Regions from separate parts of the Sus scrofa genome. Here all the other regions are linked to region 2. A link is a contact called in public Hi-C data. All regions are on one chromosome and are shown on one strand. Each heading gives the region's core, a stretch centred on a gene start, on an enhancer-like site or on the middle of the called end of the contact. The rest is flanking DNA. Distances are from core to core; before and after follow the strand shown. Region 1 overlaps FAM192A (protein FAM192A). Region 2 holds the start of CPNE2 (copine-2). Region 3 holds the start of FAM192A (protein FAM192A).

What was found. A called contact is a pair of places that touch in the nucleus more often than the background predicts.
Region 1: a Hi-C map of skeletal muscle shows a contact between it and region 2, with 5 times the contacts expected there. The contact joins the enhancer-like site here to the promoter of CPNE2 in region 2. A contact is called at or near these places in 3 of 5 promoter capture datasets (fetal liver, fetal skeletal muscle and liver), 27 of 47 Hi-C or Micro-C datasets (adipose tissue, alveolar macrophages, blood and 16 more) and 1 of 2 datasets of contacts at active chromatin or transcription factors (skeletal muscle).
Region 3: a Hi-C map of brain shows a contact between it and region 2, with 6 times the contacts expected there. The contact joins the promoter of FAM192A here to the promoter of CPNE2 in region 2. A contact is called at or near these places in 2 of 5 promoter capture datasets (fetal skeletal muscle and liver), 4 of 47 Hi-C or Micro-C datasets (brain, embryonic fibroblasts, liver and 1 more) and 2 of 2 datasets of contacts at active chromatin or transcription factors (alveolar macrophages and skeletal muscle).

The regions. Positions count from the first base shown.
Region 1 is chr6:19,133,378-19,137,692 of Sscrofa11.1, reverse strand. FAM192A (protein FAM192A) reads left to right here. Exons shown (of 7, transcript XM_021093905.1): 5 at 1,979-2,112. Among named protein-coding and RNA genes, the nearest start is that of FAM192A, 19 kb to the left of the region's middle. Within about 2 kb of position 1,907, at least 2 of the 83 cell types and tissues checked have an H3K27ac peak or open chromatin away from gene starts, as enhancers often do. A contact at or near this core is called in skeletal muscle, where this site is marked.
Region 2 is chr6:19,044,514-19,049,235 of Sscrofa11.1, reverse strand. CPNE2 (copine-2) reads right to left here and starts at 2,441. Exons shown (of 16, transcript XM_021093901.1): 1 at 2,211-2,441.
Region 3 is chr6:19,152,224-19,156,580 of Sscrofa11.1, reverse strand. It overlaps FAM192A (protein FAM192A), which reads left to right and starts at 2,293. Exons shown (of 7, transcript XM_021093905.1): 1 at 2,293-2,420. RSPRY1 (RING finger and SPRY domain-containing protein 1) reads right to left here and starts at 2,168. Exons shown (of 15, transcript XM_021093906.1): 1 at 1,665-2,168.

The sequences.
Region 1 (4,315 bases), core at 658-3,157, 89 kb before region 2:
TGTCTAGGAAAACTGAAGTAAAGCAAGCCTTCCAACCCACTGATAGATATAATGCACTAATCCCAACATGCATATAGCCAGAGACATGTTGAGATAGGAATTGAAGGATTAGACATTTGTTTATTGAAACTGTAAATCAGAAGCTAGTTTTTGGCTTTGCTGGATTGTTGTAATATGATATATTTTATACTGTGATAATTGTGAATACAAATAAGCTGTGGATTGTGCCAATATAAACAACAGAACTCTTGTTTCCTTAGTTAAAGCAATATTTAGTAATATGTGTTTAAAAACTGTGATTTTTAAAAATGCCTCATCTAATGAATTCCTTGAGATTTTTGAGATGTGTTTGTGTATTTAAAGCATTTTACGGAGAGAGGGACTTAAGGGGAAAAAATTGCTTATGCTTTGGATGTGGATCAAAAATAATATTATTACCACCTCACCACCTGCCCCCCCAAAAGAAAAGTTTGAAGACTTTTCTTCATTTTAAAAGAATAGAAAGTGTTGGGTTTTTGTTTTAATATTATGTGTGGTTTTGTTATTATTTTTTTCCATTTTTGTTGTGTTTTTCAATGTTTAATGTTAAGAATTTTCTTTGGGGAATTCCCACTGTGGTGCAGTGGGATCGGCAGAGTCTCTGCAGTGCTAAGACACAGGTTTGATTCCTGGCCCAGCATAGTGGGTTTAAGGATCCAGTGTTGCTACGGGTGTAGCTTGGATCTGATCCCTGGCCCAGGAATTCTGTTATGCCATCGAGCAGCCAGAAAAAGAAAAAAATTTTTGAGAGTTTCTATCCTGTAACTTTGGACTTGGAGGTAAAAATCTCAGCATGCTTATAGTTTTTGGTATTCTGTTCCTAAAAGATGAAATTTTTATTTCTTTGATTTTTATTCTAAAAAAACGAACAGTATTAGCATATTATCAAAACATTAAAACATTAAATTGATGAAATTCAGTATAGTACTGAGCATTCTGCATAACCTCCATTGATTATGGCAAATACTTAAGATAACTGGTATCCATAAGAATAGAGTTAGTGCCTGAAGAGTGGTTTGAATTAGGATTTCTTAATTTCTGAAACCCGTTACTCCATTGTACAAAGTTACGTAAATAAATAGTTTAAGACCAAATACCCACAGCCCCAGCCCTTTGGGCTGATAATATGTAAAGAGATACGTTGGGCACTAGATGTCACTCTTGTACCGATAAAGCACTACGGCATCTTAAATTTAAGGAATTGCACTGTGTTCCAGTACTTAGCTCTTGACTAATAGGTTGTGAGAGCGCATGAAAGGGAAGGAGGGGAGGGGGCTGGTGGAACAAAAGAAAGTGACAGATCTTGAAAGCCAGAGATTGACATCAAGCATGAAAAATGTTACAAGTGCACTGGTTGTTTTATGCCTTTAAAACAACTTTTTGGTTCTTGTGTTGAAGATATGCAGGGGCTTCTCATTGTCTTGCACCAGTAGAGTAGGAGTTTGTTTTCATGGGATATCTACAGTTGAATGCTACTGATAGTCAGAGGACACTGTAAAATTGGCTTTTACCCTTAGGGGAGCAAAACAGATATATTTATGTTTTCAGGAAAGTCACATTTTTTTCTGTTACATTATTCAAGATCTTTGTTTTCCCCATCAAGCATGATACTGACCATGTCTTTGGTAATAGAACGTTTTCTGGCCATACTCAGATTTTCATTGAGAATCAAAGGGGAAGAGTTTACTTCTCTGTTCTATTTTGGGCTTAATTTGTTCTCTTCCTCTGGCCACCTTCATTTCTTTTAAAATCAGCTGGATTTGATGGGCAGAATCTTTATTTCTGCGGAGGGGAGGGAATTTTTTAAAATAAGTAAGCCGAACGCTACGTGGCAGAGCTCAAGTGCCAGTGGGTTCCAGCTGTCTTCTGTCTCTCGATTTACCATTGTCCTGCTGTAGCTCTTGTTTTTGTTTAGTTTGACCCTTAACCTGTAACTCACAGTAATCTCAACAAGGTTGGAATTTCTCCAGAAAACAAGAAAGAAGTGGAGAAGAAAGTAGCTGTGAAACCCATAGAAACCAAGAACAAGTTCTCCCAGGCGAAACTGTTGGCAGGAGCTGTGAAACATAAGAGGTCAGCCCACATTTAGACAACTCAGATCTCCCTCTGACCGTGTGCTCTGAAATGCCAGAGTAATGGTAGCCGAGCAAAAGGTCACCAAAGCTTAAGTCTTGGTGAAGTTCCTTTACCTCTTTCTCCCCTACCAAATTTGGTGTCTCCTGTAGCCTTTGACTCTTGTCTCTGATGGTTCCTTCAACATAATAGCTTCTCTTCACTGGACACCTGCCATATGCCAGGCATTATGTTAATTTAGCTTTCCATGCATGATCTCTTTTATTCCTCTCAGCCAGTCTTTGAAGCACAAGTTGTTATTATCAGACGAAGAGACTGAGAATCTCAGAGGTTGAGAACCTTTTTGTCCAAGGTCACAAAGTAATGGGAAAGGTGGAGTTCAGTATTTGAGTATCTATGTTTCTAGGGGAAACAAGGCAGCACGTTCTAGGAAGGATTTATATAGGGCGTAGTGAGAGCAGGGAGGAGGAAACCCGGAACTCTCCCTGGAGAGGATACGTGTGCTCATATTGGGGAAAGGCTTTAGAAAGGAAAGTTTGATTAGGTAGGATGACTGGGGCTTAGAGAGGCAGATGGGGAGAGCAGAGCATCCCAGGCAGGGGCAGAGCTGCCGCAAAGGCACTGTGGCCTGTAAGAACATGGTAGCTTTGACAAGGGTACACACCAGGCTGGGGCTCTGCTTAATTGATGTGGGGTGGCAGCACTGCCTAGATGTTTTGGTAAGTTCTTTGTTATGTTTGTTTCTCCCTTTCCAAATCCTGAAATGGCACCAAAGTGATTCAATCTGGTGATTTCAATTTGATTGACCTTCTTTACTGCAGGCAAAATGATGTTAAGGTTTAAGTGCAGTCTATTAGGAAAATCATGTATTTTGGCGACCAGCCACATGTTTTGAAGGGAGTGCCCTGATGCAGTTCTGTGGTTTGGCACACCATCCCTCTGCTGATGTTCCTAGGAGCGTTGTTTATGTGTAAAAATGTTGTCACAGTATAACAGCAAACGGGAGGGTATCAGTGGCCTGGAAGGGGCCAGTTACCCAAGGCATGAATTATTCCTTTCAAGTTTTCATACAAGCTCTCTTGCCTGGCCCGGCATCTTTAAGGATTTGGACCTGGGTTCGTTTTACTGGACTGTACTGAGAATGGGTTCTGTAGAAGGCATTTAGCTACCTCTCAACCGTGTCTTGCTGCTAGCAGAATGGGTGTTAAATAAGTATCTTTCTTGCTTAGTCCTTAGATCACTTTTTATTGGATCGTCCTTTATTGTTGTTTTGTGTAACAAGGTGATAAATTAGTCTCCTGGGGCAGGAGTTCCTAATCGACCCAGCCTCGGGTTTATTAGAATCACCTGGAAGTTTGTTACTGCTGTGCCTCATACTGATTCTGGCTCAGTAAGTTTGGAGTGAGGTCCACGAGTTTAATTTTTAAAGTTCCATGGATGATTCTGGTGCTTGGTGAAAGTCTGATGCCTGGTGTGTGTGTTGTGAAGCATAATAATAAAACAGGCACCTGGGAACCTATCACTGAACTCAAGACCCAGAGCATTGAGAACGACACTGGGTCAGCCTTCTGTGCTCGTCTCCTTTCTGTGTCCCTGCCTTGCCATCCCTACGCCACTTTCCCAGATCTAGTTTATCATTCTTTTGACTTTCTTTACTTTCTGTAGTTTGGGGTTTTTTTTTTTTTGGCTACCTGTATAGGTATCCATAAACAATAAATTAGTGTGCTTGTTTTTGAACTTTATAAAAATGATTTTCATTATATACACAACCTTTTATTTGATTTTTCATTCATTGTTTATGTGTCGGAAACAATTGTGTGTGTGTGTGTGTGTAGAGCTGTAATTTATTTACTTTCACTGCTGTATAACAGTGTGTTATCTGAGATACCAGAATTGGTTAGTCTTCTGTGGATGAATGTTTGAATTATGACAGGTGGTGCTAATAGGTCAAGGACATGTTTTGTTACATATGTGCATATATTTCTCTAGAGCTGTGTACAATATGGTAGCCCCTGGCCCCCTGTGGCTATCTATTTTTATTTATTTATTTATTTATTGCTTTTTAGGGCTGTTCCCAGGGCATATGGAAGTTCCCAGACTAGGGGTCTAATCGAAGCTACAGCTTCTGGCCTACATCACAGCTATAGCAACGCCAGATCTGAGCCGCATCTGTGACCTGCACCACAGCTCACAGCAACACTGG
Region 2 (4,722 bases), core at 1,192-3,691:
AGCCTAGTGGCACCTTGCTCGTCAGGGTCCTGTCCCTGCGACAACCCAGAAATCTGACCTGTGGATTCCGAGGCTCCCCTCTCCAGGAAGGAGGCGGGAGAGAGAGGAGTGAGCTGGCCTGAGAAAAATCCCAAAAGGAATCCTAAATCAGTAACCCACTTCGGGCTTCCTAATATTCCCATAAATAATGCTAAGCGGTTAATGCTGAGTGCTTCTCACACACCAGTCACAGGGCAGGCCCACGAGCCCGTGTCATGTAATTTAACCCTCACAACTACCTTTAAGGAAAGACACAGCTACCCTAAAAGATCACAAGGGGGTAGAGTATTGTTCTCACTACTTTCCAGGTACGGCAACAAAGGCTCTATCCCTGACCCTCTCTTTACGCCTGAGGTTTTTTTTTGGTTTGTTTTTTTATGGCTGCACCTGAAGTATATGGAAGTTCCTGGGGCCAGTGACAGAATCCGAGCTGCAGCTGTGACCTACCCTGCAGCTGTGGCAATGCCAGATCTTTAACCCCCTGCGCTGGGCCGGGGATTGAACCCATACCTCTGCAGCAACCTGAGCTGCTGCAACTGGATTCTTAACCCACTGCACCACAGCTACTCTGCCCCTGAATTTTTAATAAGAATGGCCTCTGGGAGGGCGATCCCTTGACCACCCGTGCACCTAACTTTGCAGGACACCTGTCCCCTGTACCGGTTCTAGCCCCCTAGCAGCTCTGTAAACGCGATTGTGTCATACTTTGCTTCATTTTACCAGTGGAAAAGCCCTCAAGCCCTACGACTGACGAGGCAGGCAAATAGGATGTGGCAGCAGACCAGGAGGGCCCAAGTGTCCACGTTCTTAGTCCCTGGTTCTTTCCATGGAGACAACTACCCGGGTGACCCCTCCCACTCTGGCCAGCTTTGTCACATGCCTGGGGCAGTCCCAGGACTCACTGGGCCCCCTGCCAGAAAGAATGCAATAAAACCACTCCTTTATGTTGGCACCGGCCTCTGCATGCACAGGCCCTGGACTGTTAGCCCATTTTACAGACAAGGACCTGGAGGCTCAGGGAGGAGGAGGGTCTGGGCCTGGGTAGGAGGTGTTTGAACCCAGGTGTCCCACATCTCCCCATCAGGGCTGACCACAAGCAGGCTGCAGCTGCTGGAAGGTTACAACCTGGTTCCTCTCTCCAATTACTGAAGCTGTGGGTGCCCCCATGAAACAGAAAAAGCCCTACCTCCCTCAGTTAACAGTCCACAGTCCTAGGGAAGCAAAAACTAAAGGCGGACAAAGGGCCACTTGGATATTTCTCCCAGATCCTTTGCCCTTGTCACTTCCTCCAGTACATAACAGGGCTGGCGGGGTCGCAGACAGCAAGAACCTCTAACTGGCTACCAAAGCTCCGGGTTCCAGTTCCACCTGTGACCTTGGGCAAATCACAGCCCCCTGTGAAGGAGCCCCTTCCCCAAAGGGGGTGGTTCGACAAGGCTGGGGGATGGGATGCGAAGAGGAAAGTAAGAATCTTCTATTTACAGAGAAGCAGCGCTTCGGGGGAACAGGGACTGGGAAGGAAGAAAGGGCTCTGCTCTTTCTCCACGTTCCCCCCTCCCCCGCCCCAAACACACAGGTGCCAGACAGTTTTTGCAGGGAAAAAAACTAGTTTGCAAACACACTCCGACTTCTGGGAAGCTGCCCAGCTCCACTTCCTCTCCTATTCCCCCTTCGCGAGCTGGGAGCGGGCTCTGGAGCAGTTCCCTGCGGCACCGGGGATGCCCGGGTAGGGAGCGAGGCGAGAGGGCGAGAAGCGGGGCCAGCCCGACCTCAGGACTTCCGAAGCTGCGAAGGTGGCGGGCCTCCACCTTCCTGACGCCCCCAGTTCCTCGGGGGAGGTAGGAGGGTCCCTAAACCATTGGGCTCGGAGCCCCCCCACCCCCGCGCCTCGCCCCCGAGGGCGCCACCATCCTCCAGGCACTATGCCCTCGGTTACCCCACGGTCGGGGCGAAGCCGGAGCGCCCCCGCGTGGCCGGGTCGCAGCTGAGTCATCCAAACGCTGGGGTCGGGGCGCGCGGATGGCTGGGGGCTTTGGGCTGTGCCACCCGGGAGGCGGCACCTAACTTCCTTCCAAGCAGCCGCTGGCGCCAGAAGCCGAGCCCCAAGGCCGAACTTGAGCCCTCGCGCCAGGGCGCCCCGCCCGCCCCTTGCCCGCCGGGGCCCCACTCACCGCGGGTTCCGCGGGCGCTGCCGCCCTCACCGCGTGGCTGCCGCTCCCCGTGCTCCGGGCCACCAGGGCATCCTCGGGTGCTCCCCTGCTCCGCCGGGCCCACGGGCGCGGGACGGGCTCAAGGCGCTGCCCGCGCAGCGGTGGCCAGCTCGCGTGCGCTCCCAGCCGCTCGCGGTCCGGTCCTCCTCCCCGGCCCGCCGGGCGGGCGGCGGCGGCAGCTCGGGCTCCTCCCTCGGCCGAGGGAGGGGGGGGCGTGGGGAGGGAAGTGGGAGGCGGGGCGGGCGCTTCCTGGAGGGGCGAGCTCTCCCACGGGCGGAGCGGGGGCGCTGTCCCGCCCGCCGCCCGCGGCTTGGAGCCCGCCGCTGGCGCGCCTCGGGACTCTGAGCGATCAGAGCCTCGGGGCCCCGAGTATTCGAGGCTGGAATCCGAGGGTCCGAACGTTCCAGGCTAGGACTTCGCGGATCGGTACGCCGCTAGTTCTCACTCTTCCCAGGCTGGCCTCGCCCGAGCCGCCGGCGCCTCCGAGTAGCCTGCACCCGGCTCTCAGGGCCGCCGACGCGGGATGCGAGGGGTGGGCTCAGCCCCGGCCTGCGGGGCCCTAGGACGCCGCCTGCAGCCCCGACTCCAAGGGCTGTCGGGCTCGATGCTGCGCCCTCGAGGGTCTGGTTCTGGGCTATACTGGCAGCACTAGGACCGCTGTTTGCTCCCTCCCCCTCTCCCCCCAGTAGTAAAAGAGGTCGGCGTTTTCTTATTGCCGCTGCGACTGGGAAGATGACACATACGTATTTCTGGGACAGAGCTGATAAGACAGTTCGAACAGTGCCTATAGCGGAGGGCAATTAGGCGGGCCCTTTGTGACCCTGGCGCCGAGTCCGCCCTTCTGCGGCGGCCTTCTTTGCCCTAGACAAGGGAGCAATTCTTCAGAAATTCGCCTGTCGCTGGGCTCCCGTGCTGCAGGCCACTCCGTTTTTATATGCCCGCTCCCTCAGTCCCTCTACCCAATCCAGTGCCTCAGACAGCGGAGCCTCATTTAACCAGATTGTGGGGGACAGAGCTGTCTCTGAGATCTCAGGGCCACGTCCAAAGCCCTTGGCTCCCGGACTGGGCAGCTGGGCATTAACGCGCAGTGCTTGGGTTGTGGGATTTCCGTCAGGCAGGTGAGGGTTAACTGGGAGGCTCACAGCTGCAGCCAGTGAACCTCCCTCCAAGTCTGAGTCACAGGCACTTTGCAGCCTTAGAGGGCGGCTGTTAAACAGCCCCAGGGCTCTGAGCTTTGTTCTCTGCCTGCCTGCCCCCACCTCCCATCCATCCCTCTTTTCTCCAAGCTCTCCCAATCTTTCCTCCACATCAAGTCCTCAGAGCCCTCAGCCCAGCTGTGAGGCCAACCCATCCAGAGGTGTTCTGAGACCCAGCTGCAGCCCCTCTTCCTCCAGGAAGCCTTTCCTGATTGATATGGCCCCCAGAATCCTTCTCCTCTCCTTGCTCCAGAGCAGAAGAGCCAGGCACTGGGACGGACAGTGGTGAACCTAAGCAGAAAGTCCCTCCCCTCAAGTTGCTCACCTCACAGGGCTAAAACCACCACCCCTGCAATCGTAATACAGTATGAAAGGTGCAAAAACTCGAGGCAAGGTGAATCAGAAGACCTGAATCAGCTATGGGAGTCAGCAAGGCTTCCTCTAGAAGAAGGATAAGGTAGTTGGGCCTGCTGTGGGGGGCGGGGGGGAAAGACACCATATCCTTGGCCAAGGGGATGGAGTACAATGGCCAGGGGTCATGGCAATTCCGCTCCTAGGTATCTACCCAAGGACAATGGAAACATACCTCTATACAAAAACTTGTACATGAATGTTGGAGTTCCCATCATGGCTCAGTGGTTAACAAATCCAACTAGGAACCATGAGGTTGCGGGTTCGATCCCTGGCCTTGCTCAGTAGGTTAGGGATCCGGCGTTGCCATGAGCTGTGATGTAGGTGGCAGATGCGGCTCGAATCCCACGTTGATGTGGCTGTGGTGTAGGACAGCGGCTACAGCTCCAATTAGACCCCTAGCCTAGGAACCTCCATATGCTGTGGGAAGTGGCCCTAGAAAAAGGCAAAAAGACAAAACAAAACAAACAAACAAAAACTTGCACATGAATGTTCTTTGCAGCATAATTCAGAATAGCCAAAAAACGGAAAGTTCCGTCAACTAATGAATAGACCACAACTAAGCAAGATGTGGTCTATTCATACAATGGAACATTATTCAGCCACAGAAAGGTATAACATACATATAATATGGATGAACATTGAGACACTATATTAAATGAAAGAAGCCAGTCACAAAAGACCACATGTTGTATGATTCCATTTATACCAATGTCCAAGGGCTCCCGCTGTAGTGCAACGAGATGGGCAGCGTCTTGGGAGCACTGGGTCGAGGGTTCAATCCCCAGCCCAGCACAGTGGGTTAAGGATCCAGTGTTGCCACACCTGTGGATTATTAGTTCGTGCCTGTGGCTTGGATCTGATCC
Region 3 (4,357 bases), core at 1,044-3,543, 110 kb before region 2:
GCAATAGGTCTGGACAACATGCATCCTGGGAAGCAGAAAGCTCACAAAATCACCACAGCGATTAAAAAAAAAAGGCTTATGGAATATAAGATTAGAAAAACAGGAAATGCAAGTCAGTTTTTTGTTTAAAAAAACAAAACAAAACAAAAAAACTCCCAAATCACAAATTACTCAATATTTGTTAAACCAGCTCTAACAAATGCCACTAACTGAACATTAGGAAAATGTCATACATGGGCACAAGTATCTTATAACCTCCTAGAGGGAGCTACAAAGCAAGATGTCATCCCAGGAAATGCAAACTATATATGGAGAAGGGTAGAAAGAACCACTGTGGACAAGAAATGTAAAAGCAATTGCTAACGTGTAGTCTGGGGCTACTATGGGAAGGCATAATATTCACAGAAAAGAAAAGGAGGTCTCAGTTGCAAAATCACCACTGAGGGAGGAAACATGATATTCACTACCTGTAGACATCCAATGGCCATAGGTATACATATATGGAAAAAGGGGAGGTAGTTTACAATATTGAGATCAAATTACCTGGAGGAAAATTTCAGCTGTCAGGGGAAAAAAAAAAAAAAAAAAAAAAAAAAATTCCTGAAGGAAAAGATTATGTCTCCTGCCGGTACCATCAGAAGTTTAAATTAGAACTATGGCAGTAAATGTGGAAATCCCTCCACCCCCATCTAAGCAAGGGCTGAAACCATGGGTTTAGTTTATATGACCTAAAAAGCTGTAAACCTTAAAGCTCTCAGTACAACATGGCTCCCAATACTCCATAGGTGACCAGCAACTGTATTAATGCTAATCCCTTCATCTACATACTGCTTTACAGTTTAGAAAGTGCCTTCACTTTCATTCCTCAACAGCAACCCCTTTGATGGTAGAATCACAGTACTTTCACACAGCTTGTAGTCTGTAAAGTACTTTCACACACTGTGTTATTGTACAGAAGAGACCAAGGAGGTTAAGGAGGAGGAGATGGTAGGTAAGGGGCCTGGACAACCGTGGGACTCTATTCAGTCAATTCAATAGACACTTCTAACCTTTAAAAGTTCAAAGTACAACACTCTAGGGGGAGCAGCCTCATTCAGACAACTATACAGGATAGCACTGAAGAGTCTCAGTGGACCATTTCTGCCTCGATCTCCGTCCCCAAAAACAGGGAAACAGGTAACAGGTCGGAACAAAAGCCTGATCTAGAGTCACGCAGGGAGTGTTGGTGGGACGGACTTGCCCCACTGCACCTGCACTGTACACCCAGAAGTGGCTGAATCCTCTGTTTGGGAGGAAAATCCTTGCCATTCCCGCTTCCCTCTCACTATTCCCCACCCGGGCGTTCCTATGGCTGGTGGTCCTTTCTCCCTGGAACGGCGAGGCAGTCCCCTCTCCCCAGGCCCTTACCCATTTTCCACATCAGGCCTCCGAGGTAGGAGAACCCGTTAGCCCTGGCTCCCAACACCTAACCTCTCTCTGAGGCGACTCTTGAGCCTAAGGCACGTTTAAGTCGCCGGGGGATGATCTGTCTCCCACTCGTGCCGCCCGAACCTCAAACTCCACAAAAAGAAACCCTCCCAAAGCGTTCTCCCATCTACCCCTGGGCACCACAAGAGGAGCACCCCTAAATATCAGGAGCCTACCAGGAGCTACCTGCCTCTCACCTGGATCCCTTTCGCCGCGGCCTCCTCAGAAGGGCGACCCCCAACAACCTCCTCCGGTCGAGAACCCCCTAAAGGGGGAACACCCTCTTCCAGGAACCTCTCCTGGCGCCTTCAGCACGGGCGTCTCTGGAGAACCTCCGGGCTGTTTTCTGGGCTCTGCCCAACGCCACCCACCTCCCAGGCCCCGTCCCGGAGCCTCCTCCGACCCAAGTCTGGTCTCGCCGCCGCACTCAGGCGGCTGTTCTCCCTCACGGACGTCCCCAGCCCTAGGGCTCCCCCCCGCTCCGCGTCCCCAGGGGCTTCCCGGAGCAGCGCGTCTGGGCTGCGGCACTGACTTTCTCCAGCTCCTGGGCCCACCCGAGGGAGGGGGCGGCGGCGGCAGGGCTACTCCTTTGTGACAGGTCCGAGAGAGCGGTAAAGATGGACGCGAGGCCACCGCGCTGCCATTACGTACTGGGCCCACCCCCGCTTCGTACCGCCCGGGCCCTCCCTCAGTCCCCCAGGAAACGCCCCTTCCTCGGTGGCAACCCTCTTCTTAACAGCCAATCATCTTTCAGGGGTGGCATCACGTGCCGTCACGGCCCCGGCCCTCCCCTCCGGCGAGAGCTGGCCAATCCCCTTGCTGAGGTGTGAATGGCCCAATCAAATCTTTCCCGCTAGCATTCCAGGCACCGGATTTCCAGCTGTCTCCTGGGGAGGAGGAGAGGGGCGGATTGGGTTACGCCGCCGGAAGCGGGGCGGAACTTTGTTGTGGCGGTGAGGAACAGGAAGCCCTGAAGGGTCAGAAGAAATATAAAAGCAGAGGCTGTTTTCTTTCGGTTTTTTTCTTTTTCTTTCTCGTAAAGAGCGAGCGGCCTTTGTGGTGGCGGTTTGGGGTGGGCGCCGCCGAGGTGAGGGGGTCTCGCCTCCCGCACGCTGGTAGGTGAGTGCGGCCTGGGCCCTGGCCGGGTAGGAGACCTGGGCTCCAGTCTCCTTGTTGAGGAGATGGGGGGCTGCCTCTGCTGTGAGGTCTAGAGCCAGGCCTGTTCTCAATCTGTATACTCGCCCAGTGTTCTGAGTCACTGGGGCCCGGGACTTGCGGGGCCCAGGCTGAGGGAAGCCGAGGGAGTCCGGCGGGAACGCCTCCAGGTGCTGTGGGGGAGGATCCCTACCCTTTCAAGCGGTCCTGGGACTTTTGGGCCTCTTCCCGGCCCCCCTCTACCTTTTCTACCAAGTGGGGCCACCCCGGTTCCAAGTGAGGAGCCGGCTCTACCCCGAGGTCTTGGAAAGGCTCCAGCCTTCTCGGGAGATGTGGAGGTGCCTAGTTGAAAATGATTGAATCACAGAATCAGTGTAGGATGGGAAACGTTAATTATGTACCATGTACCATTCGCTGTGCTCAGTGCCTTTTCTTCTAATAGAAAACAAACAGGTGTGCTCGTTTTGCGGAAAATTTAGGAAACTAAGACCGAGCGTTGAAGTGACTCATTTGAGAGTTGCTGGTCCATGTGAAAGTCAGCACGCACGGCGGGAAAGAGGGAGACCTATTTGTCCGTAGCACTGGTTCTTAAACTCGTAGAAAACAAGAGGTCTGTATCCCTAAAATACAGATTCTCAACTCCACCTCAGATTGACTGACTCAAGTTTGAGTGGGACCTAGGAAGCCAGGGGCGGGTCTGGTGGTCAGAATCCCCAGTGACTTCTTGGGTACTACCTGTTAGGTAAGATTTGTTGATAATTCAGCTGTGTGACTAATTGATGTGTTAACAAGGACCTCATTAAATGGTTTGAAGGGCACTGCTTCAGAAAATCTTGAGAAGAACTAGTGTGTAGACTCCTTTTTGATTCAAGAAATTAAACTGAGACAAAGGTAGCTTTTATAGCCTTTCAAATAGAGTTTGAGATTAACAGTTTGTAAGGGTCCGAAGGTAGAGGCTGCCCAATTATCTTTCTCACCTGAGGTCTTGGCGCCTTAACTCCCTGGGGAAATCCTTTCTGGCTGTATCAAAGTAAGAATTATGTCAGGAGTTCCCGTCGTGGCGCAGTTGTTAACGAATCCGACTAGGAACCATGAGGTTGCGGGTTCGGTCCCTGCCCTTGCTCAGGGGGTTAACGATCCGGCGTTGCCGTGAGCTGTGGTGTAGGTTGCAGGTGCGGCTCGGATCCCGCGTTGCTGTGGCTCTGGTGTAGGTCGGTGGCTACAGCTCCGATTAGACTCCTAGCCTGGGAACCTCCATATGCCGCGGGAGCGGCCCAAAGAAATAGCAAAAAGACAAAAAAAAAAAAAAAAAAAAAGAATTATGTCAAATAGCAGTATTCCCCTTTACGTTATAAGAATTTTTGATGTTTTGGTTAGAATTAAGTTGCTGCTTCAGAAATTGAATACCGTATATCTGATAAATGAAGTAATTTAAATGCATGATTCAGCCATAGACTCCTTCACAGTTTAATTTTGTCTTTGCGGCAGCTAAATTAAGCAATTTCAGTGTGCTCACTGTGGATCATCTTTTAAACATGCTTTGTCTTCATTCTCAAATATGATCAGTTTCACTCTTTACTGTAGGATATATTTAACAGATTATTCTGTCTTTGATTTTTTGCATTTTCATCTTGAGGAATGTAACTGTGGATTTGTTTCAGTTTGGTGTTTCATTAGTTTGTGGATTAGTGTCTTTCTTTAGCTCTGTAAAATTCTCATTTTATATTCATATATT